2 separate regions of the Mus musculus genome follow, and region 2 is linked to region 1. A link is a contact called in public HiChIP or PLAC-seq data. All regions are on one chromosome and are shown on one strand. The core of a region is the stretch at or near the end of the contact, and the rest is flanking DNA. Distances in the headings are between cores, read along the strand shown. Region 1 overlaps Pbx1 (pre B cell leukemia homeobox 1). Region 2 overlaps Gm34477 (a long non-coding RNA gene).

Region 1 (2,853 bases), core at 213-2,712:
GGCTATTGCCTTTTCAAAGTGGATCTGGTGGGTCTATAGCTGGCTGCCCACATATGGACAGGCTTGTTAGAGCATTCTTGTACCCTGAACCCTCTAGAGGGCGGCAGGATGAGCAAGAACGAAGCCAGCCCCCACACCACCTCCTCTGTCTTTCTAAATCACTTCTCTCCATAACTGCTCATCTGTGGTTCTCTACCCCTAACAAAATCTCAGAGGTTCCCTAAAATAACCGAGTGGGCCGAACAGCCATCTCGCTATCTTTAGCTGCAAGAGAGTGGGAACCAGTCGGCGGACTCCATAGTTGATATAATCGCTAGACTAAGCTGCTAGACTGCATTTGAAGCCTGGTGCTCTCACTGTCTCTGTGTTAGCATGTCATTTCGAGAATACCAGTTTCTCCTTTGGCTCTCAGCCTTCCTGGTCTGCGTGGATATAGAGACTCACTAGTCCGACCCTACATTCTGCAGGCTATGAGGTCCTACATAACCCACTGTCAAGCATAGACACACACACTTGGAGGCAGGCGGAGCTGTTTATGAGAGAATTCTCTCTCGTTAAGATGGCAGTTCTAATTTAGCCTGGGAATCCCTGTATCTTTTCTAGGCGGTCACATAAAGTTGGTTATGGTGGTGCTACGGCTACTTCTATCAATCAAGCTGAATTGGATAAGACAAACTGAGAAGGGGGGAAAGGGGTGGAATTTGAAGAAAAAAATGTTTATGACGGAAGCCTTCGGCTGGGGGCCAGTGTGCTGTCATCTACCTGCTGGCTTGGCAACGGCAGCAAATAATGTTGCATGTGTACTATGTATTTGTAACTGTGGGATCCTAGATTGGAAATCTCATGGAATGTATGAGGAAACATGTTCTACCTTTCTGTTGCTCATGAAGTCAAGCCCAGAAAGTTTGGAAGTCTTGAGTTTGCTTCCACCATAGACCTGTCGTGTGACTTGGTGATCTTCTGTCATTCCTCATAACTGTCAGTGAAACGTTTTGGAAATGTTATTAAAGTGAGTTTTTTTGGTTTTTGTTTTGTTTTTTGTTTTGTTTTTTTTTTGTTTTTGATTATTATTATTATTATTACTTTTTTTTAAAAAGAAAGATGCTTGGTTTTACCTGCAAATGTGTTAACAGCCAGGGGAAAAAGGAAAGTTGACATTTTTGTCTTGCTTTCAGACCAGTTGAATCTGCCAGCAGCAGCTCAAAGGAATACATTTACCTGGTGGTCTGGGCTAAACTAAACCTGGAAAAGAGTAGCAGGTTGTTTTTTTTTTTTCCACTGAAGGTTTTGGGTGATTTGAGATCTCAAGTGTTGCCGCTCTCAGGAGATTTCTAATAATTACCACTGTTAATAGGGCTGAAACTTGGCATTTATATTTCGTCCCTAACAAAGAAAGCCTCCTTGAGAGAACCCGGCTGAGCCCAGCTGGCATCCTTCTGGAAGGCGGGAGCAGCTAGCTCTGAGAGCCCAGAGCTAATTCTTTGCCACACAGGGCAAGCAGAGGCTGGAGCCTCCTCCTAGCAGCCCACATGAACACACAGTTAAAACAAAGAGCAGGCACCTGGGCTCAGCTCGCCTTTGTGTGGCCCTCTTGCTAGGGAGTCTGTAATCATCTCTAAGGCCTTAGGAGGATAAATCCCAAGTAGGTATCGGTCAGTGGTGATGCTGGCTAGATAGGAGTAAGAAGTCATGGTGTGGTTTGGGGAGCTGAATCCTTTGCAGGGGATGAGGGGAAGAATAAAGAAGGAGAGAGAGAGAGAGAGAGAGAGAGAGAGAGAGAGAGAGAGAGAGAGAGAGAGCACCCAACAATAAATAAGAATATTCAAGACATAAGAAAGTGTTTTTTGCCTTAATCAGGGGAAGAAATGAGAAATTGAGGGTGTTGGAGGAAGTTGGGGTGGTAAAGGAGTTTGATGAAGAGCCTGGTGCTCAGGGGACAGATCCTCCCAAGGCACAATCTCACATGAGGATCTGAGCCTAACAGAGGCACCAGGGTGTAGTGGCTGAGTCATCACAGATCCACAACAGACTAGCCCTGGTACAGCCCTGCAGCAGCTGGGAATGCACAGGGAGGCTGTTAGGCAGACACTCAGGGTCACTCTCGGGGTCTTGTCTCAAGTCCCCAGTGCAGATCTGCAAGGCTTGAGCTGAACTTTGCTACCCCGGTGCTTGGCCCTGGAGGCCGAGGATCGGCTGGGAGCACTGCAGGCCAGGCTCCTCTCATTCCTCCAGGCTGACCCCAAGGGTGACAGGAGAACGGTCTTCCTGGAAAGCATCCTCTTGCTCTGGAGTCTTGCTTCCTTTACGGAACACTTTTAGTGTGGGGCTGGATTCCCCGATGATGCCAGCAGGGCCCCCAGGCTTCCTACTCTGGGCTGTGCCTGTGCTGTTTGGGCTTCCAGCAGTGGGGGCTGCTTTCTCAAATGCACGCTTCAACCCTGGAGGAGGTTTTGCATAAAGAAGTGAGATTCGGTAGGGGGTGGGGTAGGGGCAGCTCTTTCCTTAGTTGCCTCTGTTTCATCTCTGATCAACAAATAGCCCAGTTGTTGCTTCATCTATCGAATTGGATTAAATCGCAAAACTTGGAGTTACTCTGAAATCCCTCCCATCCTGCCTTCTTTATCTCTCAGCTATTATGGGGAGTGCAGCACTTACCCTGGGGAAATTTTTAACCCTAAGAACCTTGATGTACTTTAAACAGCTTTGACATTTGTTAAGCTTGGTGTGATTTCTTGAACACTCAGAGAAGGCTCCAGGACTTCTATGCTACCTAGTTTCTTGTATGTCCCCTTGCCTTGTTTCAGAGACTTGTGTGAAGAGAGGCCTTTAGCCACCTGATTTTTGCCAGTTTTT
Region 2 (2,864 bases), core at 224-2,723, 950 kb before region 1:
TCTAATTTCCAAGCAAGTGAGGCTTCCACAGGAAGAGTGAAGAGGGGAGAAACCTTCAGACCAACTATATAGAAAGTTGACAGTCAACTGAATGGCAAACCATCTCTCCCTTTGCCTCTGCCAGCTCTCTGACACAAGTCTTCTCTTCCTATCACCTGGCTGTCCAATGGTCATGCTTATTCTGAGAGAACTGAGATTATCTTCTTATCTTTTTCATTAGTAATCTTAATTAGATTACCTTTTTCATTAGTAATCTACAATACTTAAGTGAACTCGGGAATCTCTCTCAGGAGCCTTTTGTCTCAACAGCTGTGCCGGGCAGCTAGCTATAAGTGTCTATATAAGTTCTTGCTATCGGTTTGTTTTCAAATCATTCACACTATTCATGAATTATGAAGAGAAAGGACCATCACACATAAGACTATCCAAAACAAGGCAATCAAATGAGAATCCCAGCCGAATTTCTAGTAGCTGCACAGAACAGATAAGAAACTTCTCCCAGAAGGCAATTGTTCTGTCTCTGAGCATCTTACCTTCCACTCAACATTAAAAAATCCCCTCAGGCTAACATTGTTCATTACCAGAGTTTCTAGTTTTTTGCTAGTTACTTTGGTTTATAATGAAATGCAAACATCGAAGCCTCACGGGTAGGCTATTGTTTAGTAAGTAATTCAGAATACAGAAAGTAGGACTTGTCGTAACATAAGAAAGTTTTACACGTGGGCCTTTGAATAGTAGACTGATACAAGATGATTTTTTTTTTTAAATTTACATGGCTTGATAGTTTAAGTTGATCGTCAATTTGACAGGATCTAGAATTGCCTCGGAGACAAATCTCTGGGTATATCAATGAGGGGTTTTCTAGATCTGACTAATTAAGGAAAGGCATACCCTAGCTGCCTGACCAGATGGAAAAATAATGAAAGGGCAGAGTCATTCACTGCTCTCTGCTCCTTGAGTGCAGATCAGACTGGACCAGCTGACTTCCCTATCCTGACTCACTGACCCCAGGAGCAGTGATCTAAAATAAACACTTCCTCTCTCGAGTTACTGCTGTCAGGTCACTTTGTTGTAGCAACTGAACAGACAACTAACAGCTTGATTTTAAGTTTGATAAAATAGTTACAGCTAATATTTGGTCTTATGTGCAGTCATCACGGCTAGCATGACAATTTGCAACTCAGCTCCCTGTTACTCAGCTATCCAGGTTGTATATCTTGTGGAAAGAGAAATCTAGAACAGAGGTCGTGGCACTTAGTTTGACGAGAGAAAAAAAAATAAAAAACCAACCAAACAACACCCCCCCAAAATCCCAAAAATAACAAAACAAAACAAAAAAAAAACCCTAGCTATATCTCACAGGGGATAAAATCAAATTTGTTCAGTTATTTTGCTCTAACCATTCTTGTGGCTCTTCTCTTGAACCTGGACATAACACAGCGAAGAAGTCTGGTGAGCTGGCTCACCGACCCAGGACACTCTCATGCTCTGTTCCCTGAGTCAGAGGAGAGCAGGAAGGAAGGGCTGTGCCTCTGGGATGTCTCTGGGATGCATGTGAACCCATCACGGGCACACTCCCTGGGCACCCTCACAGCATGTGGGATTCTCAGTCCCTCTGCATCAGTGTGGCAGTGTCTGCTTGGTGCCTGCTTGCCTTCGCAGAGGGGGATGGGAAGGCGATGGGGGAGCCAATTATGGCAGCTTCTCTCTGCAGTGTGCAGAGTGGCTGAGTTGTCATTCATTATGGCCTAATGTTTAGCTGCAGTATGCAAACCACCAAGGCTGTGAGGAATCACAGCTGAGAAGGGAATGCCTGACAGAGGCAATAAAGCACCTTCTTCTTCAAGAGGCTCCACCGCAGGGTCACAGCATTTGCATGCGGATCCAGTTGTGCTTGCAACTCAGGTTATTAATTATTATCCAAATCACCCCCCTTGTTACCTCTGAGCTCTCATTATGGCTGCAAATACAGGTATGTTCAACTCCCACCTCACTGCCCTCATATATTACGCCACTACTTTGTTATATAACTACGGAGCCCAGGAGCTCATCAGAGGGACTTTAAACAAAATAAACACTCTACAGAGGGGTGCTTTCTTTTTGTTCGGCTGAAGGGATAGCGGGTAATGTAAAATACCTTCACACTATAGTCTCACAACCATACTCATCAAGACCTTCGATCCTGAGGTCACCTTATGTCATTTGGTAGCTCTGCATCCACTCTGCAAAAGGACAGGCTCAATCAGGGATGCCTTTGGCCATATTCACGACCAGAACCAGCTGCAGCCCGGAAGGCAGGAGTATCTCAGAAGCAAGAGGTTAACCTGATCATTGTTGTTTATTGAGGCCCATATAGAGCTTTTCACAAACCTCAGAGCTTTATGGCTTGCAGACTGACCCCATAACTCTGCCTGCTGGAGAAACACGCCTGCCCTGGCTTTGGAACTCTCCCCTTCTGTAAAATCACCAGCAATCCAGCTATAAACGATTTCCTTTGGAAGTGTGGGCTGTCTCCTTGCCCTCAACAACCTCTCTCTCCCTCCCTCCTCCCCTTCCCTCTCTCTCTCCTTCAGTCCAGTATCTAAGAACACTCTTTAAACAGTTAGCCTGCTCCACTAGTCAATGCCAGATGATTTACCAAGAAACCTAAACTGCTCACATACTGTTTTGGATTTGATATCTTTTGCTTGTAGGCCTGTAAGCTTCAATAATATTTATAGCTATTAAAATTGTCTCCTGCATGTACATCTCTGGCACTAGTTTTATATAATCAAATAATACTATGATAGTTGTATCATATATCATTTAATCTTGTACTTGATGTTTCTATCAACATTGCTACCATTATTTAAATTAGTGTTAAT

Evidence for each region. HiChIP or PLAC-seq counts read pairs in DNA pulled down with a chosen protein or histone mark.
Region 2: a contact with region 1 is called in an H3K4me3 HiChIP or PLAC-seq map of embryonic basal ganglia, with 6 times the contacts expected there. The contact joins two enhancer-like sites. A contact is called at or near these places in 10 of 39 promoter capture datasets (the 3T3-L1 cell line, the HPC-7 cell line, HPC-7-derived erythroid cells and 6 more), 1 of 484 Hi-C or Micro-C datasets (embryonic fibroblasts), 8 of 115 datasets of contacts at active chromatin or transcription factors (craniofacial prominence, embryonic basal ganglia, embryonic forebrain and 5 more) and 1 of 9 other capture datasets (embryonic stem cells).

What each region holds. Positions count from the first base shown.
Region 1 is chr1:168,416,475-168,419,327 of GRCm38.p6, reverse strand. All of the region lies in intron 2 of Pbx1 (pre B cell leukemia homeobox 1), which reads left to right. Among named protein-coding and RNA genes, the nearest start is that of Pbx1, 14 kb to the left of the region's middle. Within about 2 kb of position 1,462, at least 111 of the 459 cell types and tissues checked have an H3K27ac peak or open chromatin away from gene starts, as enhancers often do. A contact at or near this core is called in embryonic basal ganglia, where this site is marked.
Region 2 is chr1:169,367,105-169,369,968 of GRCm38.p6, reverse strand. All of the region lies in intron 2 of Gm34477 (a long non-coding RNA gene), which reads right to left. Among named protein-coding and RNA genes, the nearest start is that of Gm34477, 4.0 kb to the right of the region's middle. Within about 2 kb of position 1,473, at least 34 of the 459 cell types and tissues checked have an H3K27ac peak or open chromatin away from gene starts, as enhancers often do. A contact at or near this core is called in embryonic basal ganglia, where this site is marked.